Regions from separate parts of the Sus scrofa genome. Here all the other regions are linked to region 2. The links are chromatin contacts, called in public HiChIP or PLAC-seq maps. All regions are on one chromosome and are shown on one strand. The core of a region is the stretch at or near the end of the contact, and the rest is flanking DNA. Distances in the headings are between cores, read along the strand shown.

Region 1 (4,422 bases), core at 1,548-4,047, 73 kb after region 2:
AGCTATTGAGAGAAGAAAACATCAAAAATAATATAACATCTGGATACGGTCAAACTTTGGTAGGATGGGGATGATTTGTGACAAATTGCACTTGGAACAAATAAGTAGGAAATGACTGTTACTTCCAGTTGTAGGTCAGGTAAGGGCACAAAGTATTGATAACTTCAAAGCATTCTAAGAATCTGAACTGTCTGGGTTCACTCTTGGCATGGGGGGGTGCAGTGACAATGAGGGGACATGTGTTCCTTCCCCAGTGCTTATTTCCTGGTGGAATTGTGGTTTGGGCACAGTCAGAACAACTCTCCACCCTTATTAAAGTCTCACAATGGAGCAGGTCAACCTAGACTGAAAGCACAAACCCAGGACAGACTCCAGTGCCCTCCTGCCCAGGGTTCTGCGGCCCACCTCCCGGCAGGAAGCTTCGGTGCCTCCGCTGTCACTGCCCCCAGAGAGATGGCTGATAACAAAAGCCACGAAGGTACATTCCAGAAAGGAGGAATGCTGAGCCCCCAATCCGCACCCCCCCCACCCCCTACCCCGGCCCCAGTGAGGTCAGCCAGTTAGCAGTTAGAAAAGGAGGCATTTCTCACACTTGCTAATGAATTTGACGCTTGCGAAACATAAACAGGAAGTGGGAACTCTCCAAAGCGACCTGAAGGAAATCCACTCCCAGTCTGGTCAACGTGTGAATCCCAGTTCTTTAGGTTGTCAAGGACACTGCCAATTAATACTGACCACCCTCCCCCTTCCCCAACACCCACCCACCCAAACTGCACTCTAGGCTAATCTTCACGGGTCTCACCCCATCTTTTTCAAGCCTTCCCACAGCCAGGTCACTCAGCAGCGGGGTGACTGACCCGAGGCGCAGTGGGAAAGGCTTACAGTCATCTCTCAACTCCCCGAACTTGCAGGGCAGGGCAGCGTAGAGGTCAGTGAAATCCCCAGCCAGGCCTTATTTTAGTCATGAATTTCCACTGGCTCCCTCCTCTGACTGCATCAGCGATGCTCACGCCGCGCGCTTGGAGTTTCAGCTGTTTTCCTTGCTCCAGGCTGAGTTAGAAGGTCACAGAGGCCGGACTTTTCCGGGGAAGGTAGGTGGGGGCCTCAGGCGACCTAAGTGAAATTGCGGAGATCTCGGGCCGCTGGGAAGAGACCTTTCTGCCCCAAGCTCCGGGCAGTGTGTTAACTTCTCATCCCTCCTCTACCCAGGCGTCTTGGTTAGCATTAAATACCATTTTTAGTAGGAAACCCCCCAAAACAAAAACACTTTATCTTTTTTTCCTCTGTCCACCAATGGCACCGATATCGTTTTCCAGGGCTGCCTTGCCCAAGGTATTATCTTCCCAGAGGTTCCTGTAAATTCAAGGGCAGAATCTGCGTTGGATTCCCCCACGGTGTGTCTAGCAACGGGGACAATGCCTGGCACAGGGTAGGGAAGTCAACAAATGCGTGTAGAATGAATGAATGCTAAGATGTCACTGTGAAGGGCAGATAGTTTTTCCTAGTCTCTCTCCCTTTCCTCCATCTCCGGGTGAGGATCCCACACGGCACCGCCGAAGTTCCCGGAGGGAGGGAGACGGCAGACTCCGGCGGGCCACACCGGCCCGGGGCTCTCCGTCCCCCGGTCTGGGCAGAGGGGCTCGAAGTCGGGGACGCTGCGGCCCGAGCTCCGGCCACGTGAAGTGTCACGCCCCGCGCTGCTGCAGGGCAGGCGCCGCCGCCACGGTTGTGTAACGTTGCAGCCCGAGGGGAGGCGACCCGAGCGCCTCCGCTCCGGTGGGGGCAGAGAAGGGAGGGAACGCAGGGCTCCGCGCCGGGTATCTTTCTGTGCTTGACTAGTCCAAGGCGCGCGGGGGGGGGGTACTCTGGAGCACCCTGGGGGGTGGGCAAGTGGGTGCCCGCCAGCGCTCAGGCTGTGCCCGGGAGCGGAACTCCGGGGGAGCCAGGGGCCCGCCGCACGCAGCCTCTCGGATCAGGTGCGCAGAGCGTGCTCGGCGGCGGCCTCGGCTGCCCCTGCGCTTGGCTGCCAGCCCGCTTCCCATGGGGTGACATCCGCCCCGCCCCTCGGCCCCTCCCCACGTCGGGCGATTCCTGGACTCTGGGCTGGAGGGTGGGGGCAGGGAAGCCGGCACCGAAAGAAACCCCAGCCCCTGGGGAAGGCAGGGGGGCCGGGCGACTCCCTCGGCTGAGCGCTGGTTCCTCCGAGCGGACCGCGCGGGGGGAGGAGGAAACGGGTTGGGCTGGAGCGAGCGAGGGGATATTCCTCTCCCGGCTTGAGTCAGAGGCGGGCGGATCCGTCCTCCCCCTTCCCTCCCAGGAGACGGGAACTTACTTCATTTCCCTGGGGCAGGTTCGCCCACGTTACCAACCTCCCCTCCCTGCCCCCCCCCCCCGGCTCCCCGGGCCCTTCCAGCTTCCGCGCCCCCCACCCGGCTGGGCAGGACCCAGGCCGCGCTGCCACCCCCTCTTCGGGGAAAGGCAGCCGCAGACACCTGGGGGCCGGAGCTGGGGGTGGGGGCTCCCTCGCAGCCGCGGGAGCGTTGTCCAACACGTGAGACTCATGTGATGAAGCCGGGGGAGGGCGGGCAGGTCGCTCCTTCCCTCCCCGGCAGCGGCCAGACGTGCCTGGAGTCACAGGGTAGAACACGTAGCTCCAACCCACCCACTCGCTCCCATTTAACCCAGCCCGCAGCCTCTCCATTACTCCTCGGCTCGTTCTCCCCCCACCCCCCCACTCCACCCTAACCGCCCCCCCCCCGCTCCCTCCCGCCTCCCCGCCCGCCCCACTTCTCATTCACTTGGCTCGCACAGCGCAGACGGCGCAGGGAGCACACATCGCCAGTCTGTGCGCAGAGCCTGAGCCAGAAGCCGCGGGGACACCATGCACGCCCCCAACTGAAGCAACACCTCAAAGCCGAAGCTCCGGGCAGCCGGAGGATTTCAGGGAGCTCAGACTCAGAGGAACTCCTGAGGAGAGACCCCTCGAAACCTCTCCAGGACAGTCCTCACCGGACTCTCTGCCACTGCAGACAGGAGCGCACAGTGGCCCCGGCTCGCCGCGCCATGGAGCGGATACCCAGCGCGCAGCCGCCCCCCGCTTGCCTGCCCAAAGCACCAGGACTGGAGCCTGGAGACCTACCAGGGTAAGTTGACACCCCCGGCCCCTTCAAGCCTCAACTCCAGTCCTGCGTTCTGAGCGACTTTCAACTCGGAATCGCTCTGGGCGCATATGCGGGTTCATGCCCGCCAGGGTTCCTGCAGCGGGTGCGCAGGCAAAGTCACGACCCTTCTTCGTCCCTCTCCCTGCAGGATGGATTTTGCCCACATGTATCAAGTGTACAAGTCGAGGCGGGGAATAAAGCGGAGCGAGGACAGCAAGGTAAGGGCCCCGGACCCCTGGGGACCCCAGCCCCTAGCACGCACTGAGTTCCCAAGAAAACTTTTCTCACTTTGAGGTTGGAGGGGGTATGCAAGGTGCGGGGTCCGTGCCTGGATGGCTTGGAGAAGAAGGTAGTTCTGGGTGTGACTCTGTTCATTTGCCCCTACTCTTCTCGCGCCGCGGGGTAAGGGAGGAAAAGGGCTTCTCATCCTCCTCCTCCGGAGCCCACCATTTCCCCGTGCGCCTTGCAGGAGACTTACAAACTGCCGCACCGGCTCATCGAGAAAAAGAGACGTGACCGGATTAACGAGTGCATCGCCCAGCTGAAGGATCTCCTCCCCGAACATCTCAAACTTACAGTAAGTGAGAAGCTGGCCCTTCTCCAAACCAGCTCCTTTGCCCAGAGGGCGGTCGGGGGTCACTCGCCGCCTGCAGGTCCCGCCGGGAACTGCAGGCCAGACGGCTGGATTCGAGCTGCTGGGTGGCTATTTGGGGTACACTTCCCCAGTCCTCAGAATTTTCTGGCAGCCTCATGCAAATAAGGTGAAAACCGTTTGTATTTCTCCAGTTGGCACCAACACCGGCTGGCCTTCCTTTGCAAGAGTTTAAGGCTCACCGTTCTGGTGATTTTCAAGGTTCTCTTGATTTCCTAACTTGAGCAAACCAAGCAACCTGCAATTTTTCTTAACCTCTTTCCTCCCCATCTCTTTTTAAAATGAGAGGACTTGTTTGGGTGTGTGATTTTTTTTTTTTTTTAAACATCCTGTCCTTTCTTGGCAATGGTCAACAGCTTACTAGCTTGACAGCCTTTGGTTGGGGAAAGGGAAAAAAAAAGAAGTATTTAGGGGGAAGAAAAAACTTAGATGAACTGGAAGTTATGACAGGGTGTCAGGAAAGAAACTAGGGAAAGCCTCTTGGCTGCCAGACACAGTAGAAGTCCTTCCTCGGGTTGACACCACTGCAGAGAAATGTAATCTTCGGATTCCCCTGAGTTAAGGTCAGCAGAGGCTGCTGGAAAAATTTATCTGTCAGAGCTTTCTCCT
Region 2 (4,340 bases), core at 849-3,348:
TTGCACAAGATGTACCTTTAGTACATCCAGATTTTCATAACCCATCAAACAGTTTTTCAGTATGTGTTATGGCAGGATATTCTAGAACTGCCAAGAAAAGTAAATTCACAGAGCTGCCTGCAACTCACTAACTATAACAAATTAGCATAAGCATCCCCATTTTAGAAGGAATGGCTTTTACAAGTTACACAGAAAAATAATGTGATTTTGCATTTGTATCATTAAAAATTACCCATACAGTACATGGTTTTATCAGGAATATTAAACACGGCCCAGACTGTTCAACATATCTGGTTAGTCTATTTGAGGTAGAACTCCTTAATGAAACAGAACTGGGTATGATCTTCAGAAAAACTTGGAAAACTAGCTTAAAAGTACCTATTTTTACGGATTTTTTTTCTACTTTAAAAAAAATGCATATCGAATAAAACCTTTCAACACTTGTCAGCTCTCCTGCGAACATACCATATAAATGGACTGGCACCGACTGCCAGGAAAAACTAAAGGCCAAATTACTTTCTTCCACCCATGCTGTGAAGTTCAGACAGAAATCTGTCCTAGAGTCGTACCATACAGATAGCATACAATGAGCCATTTAGAAAGAACTGAAGGATGGATAAAATTCTTCAGATTTCTCTGCACAATAGCAAAGATCTTATTTTCTTAGTCACCCTCATAATTTAAAATGCCTCTGGCTGGTTATTCACAGCACAAAACAGAGGTGCATATTTTCAAACATCTAGTTTGCTTAAGCTCTATTAATTCTAGCAAAAGGAATTAATAACTGCAAAAGGCAAAAGGAACTCTGGCTGCAGGCTTACCTTATTGAAAATCTTTCTATGGAGCAATCGGTCTCCAGGGCAGTACTAAAGAGGTATCATTAGTACCTGCAATAAATGAAAAACTCAGCTCAGAGCCTCAGCAAAGATTTTCTGACCTGGGCAATGTTGCTTCTTAAGTCATGTGGGTCAGCTGTGAAAAGACTTCAAAGTTCTGCTTCCTGTGATCTCCTAAGTTTTGGCTTGAGTGGATAAGAAAAAACCAAGGATCTTTTTTGTAGTGATAAAGTGTTCTGTGTTTGTCCACTATAGGCCCAATTCTAGCGTGGTCCATGCCTAGTGAAGTCTATGACTTTACCCTACAAACAGAGGGCAGGAAGACTGTACATGACTTCAGCCTGTGATGCAGTGTCCATTAAATAACTGTACTCTGCTAAACTCCAGAGCCTGACCTGAAAATACTGGTCTCTCTGTTGACTGAGATGTACACCTGATTTTCATCTGGCAAATTGTACATGTGTGACATCACCAGTATCAGAAAGAGTATTCCATACAAAATTACCCTCCAAGTCCCTGGAGTACTTTGGAAGGAAGCCAGTACCATCTCCTTGATGTCACCTACAAGAATCACGTTGCATTTCACCAATGAATTATCAGCCAAAGACTTAAAACAAATAGTTGTCTTTGCCTTATGCCAGCTCTTCCTCTTTTCTGACAGTTTCGTTTCTTTTCTTTCTTTTTCTTTTTCTTTCTTTCTTTCTTTCTTTCTTTCTTTCTTTCTTTCTTTCTTTCTTTCTTTCTTTCTTTCTTTCCTTCCTTCCTTCCTTCCTTCCTTCCTTCCTTCCTTCCTTCCTTCCTTCCTTCCTTCTTTCTTTCTTTCTTTCTTTCTTTCTTTCTTTCTTTCTTTCTTTCTTTCTTTCTTTTTCTTTCTTTCTTTCTTGGCTTCACCTGCAGCATATGGAAGTTCCCAGGATAGGGGTCCAATCAGAGCTGCAGGGGCAGGTCTGTGCCACAGCCAAAGCAACTCGAGATCTGAGCTGCATCTGTGACCTATGCCACAGCTTGTGGCAATGCTGGATCCGTAAACCACTGAGCAATGCCAGGGATTTCACCTGCATCCTCATGGATACTAGTTGGATTCTTAACCCGCTGAGCTACAACAAGAACTCCTTTTCTGGCAGTTTCTGATAGTTATGGTCACTTAGCTTAGATCCGAGTGAATACCCGAGGGCTTAAACATCCAAAATTGTAAACCCACTGGTGTGGCACTGCTTGCATAGAAAAGCAGAAGTCCATGTGTGAAATATGAAAAAGAATTAGGAGAATGTGGGTTGTGTGTTTCTTGGTGTTGCCTAGCAATATGGTTAGGGCAACAGAAATCACAGAAAGGGTGAAATTCACACCCACAAAGAAATCATATTATTCATAAACACACACACTCACTCACACATATACACACATCTGGCATCTCGAATAATGTTACAAACTATAATTCTAGAATTATAGTCAAGGTAAAACAGTCTTCAGAGCACTGTAAAATAAACATGGTAGGTAATCCATTATGGATGTTTCAAAGTCTTTTGTGAATATAACTATCACTAAAGAAAAAATATTATGGCTTTAAGTGGAGTTCACAACTAGCCCCAGAGAAAGGAGCTCTGCCAATATAAGTAAAACCCACATTCTAGAGTAAATATGTTAATAGGTAAAATTACCAGAAGTATTCAATATATAGAGATAACTTTAACCTCTTTGCTCATCTTTATTTAGAAATATTGAGGTTTGCCATTAATTTTCATAAGAGCCAAGTGTAGTGGTACAAAGCATGATTATCAATGGAGACACTTGATTTCAAATCCTGACTCTGTCTTTTGCCATCTTATTTAATTTCCCTGAATCTGACTTCCCTCATCTGTGAGTTGAAAATAATAGCAATATTTAACTTATAGGGCTGTTGTGAGGATTAAAATAAGGGAGTCCATGTAAAGGCCACCTGATTGCTTTTCAATAAATATAGAAGCCACCAGTTAAGCCAAGCAAAGGAGTGAGTAGGGTTTCTGCCTATTAAGAATGCTGGTCTGGTGTCAGGAAGAGGGTATTATGACCTCTAGTTCCTGCCTGAAAGGAGAGGTGAGCAGTCACCCTGCTCTTTCCTCTTGATCCTGCCAAAGTCAAAAAGTCAACCTACTCAGTTCTAAGAATGAGACCCAAGACTCAAATGTGGCCACTTACTAAAGAAAACTCCACCCTAAGGCTACACAGCCCAGCCAGCTCCCAGGTCGAGGCTCCCCTCCCAGAACAGCTTGCTCCTCCATCCTGCATCCTCCCAGGTTACCAATCTGGAGGTCTCCCAAAGGGACTTTCCTCTTTCTTCTTTCCAGCTGACCTTGGAAGTGTTCTCAGTCTGGGGCAGAGCGGTGGTTTGCTGGATAGCTACTGCTTACACAGGCTATGCCGAGGGGAACTCATGGGTGGGGGAAGCAGGGAAGCATCATGTCTCACATCTGCTTGACTTTCGAGCTCTAGTTCCCAGCAGTGTCTGTCTCTTAAGATTTAGGTGACACAGCATCAGAATAGCTGAGCTGCCAGCCTACCCCTGGGAGAAGTAGGTAATTAGCAGAGCTTCCTGAGTAGCACTGAGCCAAACAACATGTGTACCCTACCAGGCAAAAGATGAACAGAGAGTGCTTTGTGAGAGTGTGACTATTTATTAATTTTATATGTGAATCAAGAAACAATTTTTAAAAGATATTTTAATCTGTTCCTAATATCCTTTTACTTGTAGGAATTTGGGATTTTTTTAATCCTTTTGAACTATTTCAAATGGAATTAAATTATAAGAGTTACTTATTGTGGTTGAGAAAATTACATTTATTAAGAGAAGAATAATTTTTTTCTTTGGCTTTTAAAAGTCCTTGAAACAACAGTTAGAAAATATAATGATAAATCAACTATACTTTAATAATAAAAAAAGAAAATATAATGGAAGAAAGGACCTCACTTGTATTAGCAACAAAATGATTAAATTCCTAGGGATAAATGTAAGAAGTGAAGAGCTATTTATATGAAGACTTTTAAAGGTACAGCGATTCAAAAAGAAGACTTGAACAAATGGAAGGACATCCATAATTTTAGATAAAAAGGCTTTATAAAAATGTCATTCCCCCAAATTACCTCAGTTTTTAAAATAAAGGCTTTTTAAAAATTATACAAGTTGATTATAGTATTAATATGGAAAAATAAACAAGCAAATGTATGCAGGAAAACCTGAAAAAGGAAAGCAAGGGTTGCCTGCCTGTGTTAATAGTAAAACACAAAGCTATGATAATTAAAAAGGCAGGGCACCTGAACAGACAGGCAGCTCAAAAGAACAGAAATGGACCCAGATACAAAAAGACATTTAGTATGAGATAAAATAGCATCTCTTATCTGTGAAGAGAGATGGCTTATCCAATAAATGGCATTTGAACAACTGAGTAATCCTCTGGGGTGGGGAATTAAAGTTGAATCCAAACCTCACAACTTTCACCATGATAAATTCCAGGTGGGGTAATATTTCTA
Region 3 (4,635 bases), core at 437-2,936, 110 kb after region 2:
CACAGCTGAGGTATTGGGCCAGATGCAAACACTTCCCTCTCTGTTCTTGTTAATGCTGATAAAAAGAGTTTCCTTCCGCATTCTCAGGACCAGCTCCTCACCCCTCGGCCGCTAGCCGATTCAGTCACCCGTCCCCCACTGCTTGTCACACTATCCTCCCACCACCTCCACTCTCTCACCGACCTGGACTTGACCTTGCCCTAGACTGTCCTTTGACAGGATTTAGGGCCACTTGCCTCTCCTCACCTCCGCCAGTTCCTTCTCCTCTTTCTTACCCTGGTGGGTTCGTGTTTCACTTCTCCCCCACCCCAGGGGACAGAGCGTGGAGGCAGAGAGGGCAAGCACCTTATTTCTGGCAGCTGTGGGGGGCCTCAGTGGCAGGAGTTGTCTAGTTATGGGTCTGCTGTCAGGCACGCCTCTCCACCTGGCCGGCTTGGGGTTTCCTCTTTTGCACCCTGGGGAGAGTCTCATCTGTTTCATGGGGCTGCGGGTGGAAACTGATGATCATGGTTAACACGCACTGAGCCTCTCCTTAACTTCTTGTCAGGGTCAGCCTGGGATGGATCTCATGGAAACCTAATGAGAACTTTTGTTTTACACCCAGAAAAACAAGCTCAGAGAGATGAAGCTGTTTGCCCAGGATCACACAGGAATCGAGGGGTGGAGGCAGGATTAGAACCCAGGTCCTGGGCCTTCAGAACATGAGCTCTTAACCACATCACCACACCATCTTCCTGAAAAGTAACATCTGTACGATGCACATGGAACTACCAGCCACAGAAGCTACAGAATTTCCAAACATGAACACTTTCCCTCCATTCGCACCCCCTCTCAGATTTGAATGACAGCTGCAGACTCGATGCTCCCACCCCCCCAACCCCTCGCCACTATCTTATTTCACAGTGGGGGCTGGGGTGGGATGACGCCCCTAGTCTGTTCTCTTATACTTTTACTGGTACTATTCCCTTGCACTGACGATAGAAATGGCAGCTCAGAGAGGTTAAGGATCTGGGCAGGGTCACACAACTAGTCAGGAGCTGCAAGGAGATTTGCAAGGTTTTTTTTTTTTGGTTGCTTTCTTGGCCACACCCATGACATGTGCATATGGAGGTTCCCAGACCAGGGATCAAACCTGTGCCACAGCAGCAACCAGAGCCACTGCAATGACAATGACAATGCCAGATGCTTACCCACTGCACCACTAGGGAACTCCAAAGCAGGCAGATTTGAGTGCATGCTAATTCATTCAGTTATCGAGCACCTACTGTATACCAGCCTTCATGTCATGTGCTAGGTATGCTGTGGGGTCCACAACAGGACTCCTGGCCTCTCAGGGCTTGCAAGTGAAAGGAGGTGGCTGATAAACTGCTTAGTGACAGACCTTACAGCTCCTTACAGCTAGGCTGATCCTGCTCTACAGGGTTGTCTTCCTTGCACTGTTGACATTGAAACAAACACTTGCAGCTGGCTCACCATTAATGGCCCGGTCCAATGGAGCCAGAGGAGCAAAAGGGCTGGGAACTAGATCCTGTGGCCACAAGTCATATGGAGGGAATGTGAATGGCCTGCCTGGCCCCTGCTGCCTTGTCGTTCCTGATAACACCCAGCAGCTGCTGCCAGCCCTGTGGGCGAGAGGCCCCCCGGGGCTGGCAGGGCCTGGGTGGGGCCGTGACTCACCACCACCAGCCGAGCTCTGTCTGAACACTTCCCCTCCAGTGGCCAAAACACCCACTTGGAAACCAAGGTGAAAAGAGGGTGGGGCCCAGGCTGGGATTTGAGCTTGAACATCTGCACTCTGTGGTCCTGCTCTCTAGGGGTCTTCTCCTCCTCCATTCCTCAAGAAGTGTGTGCTCTTCCCAAGAATAGCCTATCAGGAGGTTGCCTGAGCCTGAAGGTGTTGAAGTCTCACTGTGAATTTTTAAAACTCTGTGTCACCCCTTCCCTTCTTTGCACTCCTCTCTCAGCTACTCCTCCCTGGGCCACCAAGGGCTCCTGTTTAGTTTCCCTTCTCCTCTCTCTCCCCTTTTCTGTGCTTTCCTCATAATTCTCCACTCACTTTACTGGGAAGAATCACTTTCTCACAGCCTCTTGCTTTTCTGCACTTTTAGTCATTAAGAAAGAGTTGCCTTTTCCCTTGGGGTCAAAAGAATATTCCTAGACTATCCTCTCCCTTCCAGACATTTGTTTCAAGTGCTGGGATCATGCACGTTGGTGGGATTACTTTAGTGATAGATGTAGTCTAGTTACCCTCCTCTTGCCAGACAGCAAGATGCACCATTCGTCCTACCTACCTGTCCATCTCCTGTAAAGAAAAGCCAGGTGAAGACCAGCCTCCCTTTGCAGGTATGTCCACTGAGAGCCAAGACTGCCAGCCAGTTTTTTGCACCAGCACAGAGGCAAAGGCTGGAGTGTGGAGCCACCAGCCCAACCACTGAACACAGTGGGGGCCTGTGTGCCTCTGTCCACAGTGAGAGAGAGTCTAGGAAGACTGAGAGAAAGAAACAGAGACAGCTCAAGAGCAAGCCACGTAGGTACACGGAGACAAAGATGGGAGAGACAAAGAGTGAGCATAGGCTTGTGTAATAGAGAGAGAAGGAAATATGAGTCAGAAAGAAGGACAGGAGAAAAGGAGAGAGAGAGAGACTCGGGAGAGAAAGGAAAAGAAAAAAAAAAAAGAAAATTAGGAGTTTCTGTTGTGGCTCAAGGGGTTAAGAGCCTGACTAATATCCATAAGGATGTGGGTTCAATCCTTGGCTTTGCTCAGTGGATTAAGGATCCGGCACTGCCGTGAGCTGTGGTGTAGGTTGCAGGTGAGGCTCGGATCAGACATTGCTGTGGCTGTGTCATAGGCCAGCAGCTGCAGCTCCAATTTGCCCCTAGCCTGGGAACTTCCATACGCCACACCTGCAGCCCTAAAAAGCAAAAACAAACAAACAAAACCAAAAGAAAGAAAATTAAAAGAGCCACAGATATTTAGAGCCAGGAATAATCCTGAGAAATGATTTTTTTTTTTTTCTTTTAGGGCCACACCTATGGCATATGGGAGTTCCCCAACGAGGGCCATAGCAATGCTGTTATAGAGCTGGATCCTTACCCACTGAGCAAGGCCAGGGATCAAACCCACATCCTCAGAGACTCTATGTCAGGTTCTTAACATGATGAGCCACAGCAGGGACTCCAGAAGTGATTATTGATTTAGCCAACACAAATGCTTCTAGACTCACACTACCTGGGTTCCCCCTCCTACCTGCATGGTCGAGACACATTACTAACATCTCCTGCCCCAGTGTCCTCACCTACAAAATGAAGGGAACTGACCTCACAGGGTTCTCAGGGGTGCTGTATGAGCTAACATGTTAAATAACCACTCTAGAAATGTTCCTTTTTTTTTTTTTTTTTTTGTCTTTTTGTCTTTTAGGGCTGCTCCAGTGGCATATAGAGGTTCCCAGGCTAGGGGTCGAATTGGAGCTGTAGTCTCCAGCCTATGCCACAGCCACAGCCACTCGGGATCTGAATTGTGTATGAGATCTATACCACAGCTCACAGCAATGCCAGATCCTTAACCCGCTGAGCGAGGCCAGGGATTGAACCTGCATCCTCATTTATGCTAGTTGGGTTCGTTAACTACTGAGCCACGACAGGAACTCCAGAAATGTTCCTTGTTATCACTTATGGGCGTTTATGTGGCAGGAAATGTGGGAAGTGCAAAGACGTCCAGGACCTCTGCTCTAATGTTGGGGAGGGGTGTACGCTCATTTCCCCTGGGCTGTCTGGTTCCTTTGTGGTTAAAAACAGCACCCCCTTTCAGTCCCCAAAGTGTCCTCGTTTAGATGACAGGCTTGCAAAACCACCTTATTCAGGGGGCAGAGAGTGTGAGCTCACTGGGATAGGTTGAGCACTCAGATCAATCAGCTGCCTGCCTGCCTGGAAGTGACACTCCCGCAGGTAGTGCAGTGGCTGTGTTGGCTGGAAATCCAGGTTTTTATGTGAAATCATATTTTTTTCATCTTTTTGCCATTTCTTGGGCCGCTCCCGTGGCATATGGAGGTTCCCAGGCTAGGGGTCGAATCAGAGCTGTAGCCACCGGCCTACTCCACAGCCACAGTCACAGCCACAGCCACGCGGGATCCAAGCCGCGTCTGCAACCTATACCACAGCTCACGGCAATGCCGGATCCTTAATCCACTGACCAAGGCCAGGGATCAAACCCGAAACCTCATTGTTCCTAGTCGGATTCGTTAACAACTGAGCCACGACGGGAACTCCAAAATCATCTTATTTTTTAAAGAGACTTTAAAAAACTTCTTTCATACTTAATTTTTTAGAGAACCATCCTATTTCCAAAGGTCAGCATCCTATAAAAATATTTCCAAATTGCCCTCTGTCCAGCTAGAGCACTCCTGTGTTTTGGGCCCACAGATGATCTGTTCCCAACCTCTCAACCAGAGGAAGTAACGTTCTATTGAGGGGAGCAAGCCAAGTAAACAGGAGTCACTATATAGGCAATAGGGTGGTGACAGAGGTGAGTTCAGGGTGAGTCAGAGGCTGAGAACGGGCGGCTACCTCAGCTGATAGGTGGGAAGCCAGGAAGGCTTCCTGAAGAAGGTGACAACAGAGCTGATCCTGGAGGCCTGA

What was found. HiChIP or PLAC-seq counts read pairs in DNA pulled down with a chosen protein or histone mark.
Region 1: an H3K27ac HiChIP or PLAC-seq map of alveolar macrophages shows a contact between it and region 2. The contact joins the promoter of BHLHE40 here to the enhancer-like site in region 2. A contact is called at or near these places in 1 of 5 promoter capture datasets (liver), 14 of 47 Hi-C or Micro-C datasets (alveolar macrophages, embryonic fibroblasts, epiblast stem cells and 5 more) and 1 of 2 datasets of contacts at active chromatin or transcription factors (alveolar macrophages).
Region 3: an H3K27ac HiChIP or PLAC-seq map of alveolar macrophages shows a contact between it and region 2. The contact joins two enhancer-like sites. A contact is called at or near these places in 1 of 47 Hi-C or Micro-C datasets (fetal skeletal muscle) and 1 of 2 datasets of contacts at active chromatin or transcription factors (alveolar macrophages).

The regions. Positions count from the first base shown.
Region 1 is chr13:61,525,215-61,529,636 of Sscrofa11.1, forward strand. BHLHE40 (basic helix-loop-helix family member e40) reads left to right here and starts at 2,798. Exons shown (of 5, transcript NM_001245010.1): 1 at 2,798-3,143; 2 at 3,310-3,379; 3 at 3,631-3,738. The coding sequence starts at 3,064. LOC106505661 (a long non-coding RNA gene) reads right to left here and starts at 3,624. Exons shown (of 12, transcript XR_002337646.1): 1 at 3,450-3,624; 2 at 3,140-3,303.
Region 2 is chr13:61,452,918-61,457,257 of Sscrofa11.1, forward strand. It overlaps LOC106505661 (a long non-coding RNA gene), which reads right to left. Exons shown (of 12, transcript XR_002337646.1): 6 at 822-887. Among named protein-coding and RNA genes, the nearest start is that of BHLHE40, 73 kb to the right of the region's middle. Within about 2 kb of position 2,099, at least 1 of the 83 cell types and tissues checked has an H3K27ac peak or open chromatin away from gene starts, as enhancers often do. A contact at or near this core is called in alveolar macrophages, where this site is marked.
Region 3 is chr13:61,558,410-61,563,044 of Sscrofa11.1, forward strand. No RefSeq gene overlaps it. Among named protein-coding and RNA genes, the nearest start is that of BHLHE40, 33 kb to the left of the region's middle. Within about 2 kb of position 1,687, at least 23 of the 83 cell types and tissues checked have an H3K27ac peak or open chromatin away from gene starts, as enhancers often do. A contact at or near this core is called in alveolar macrophages, where this site is marked.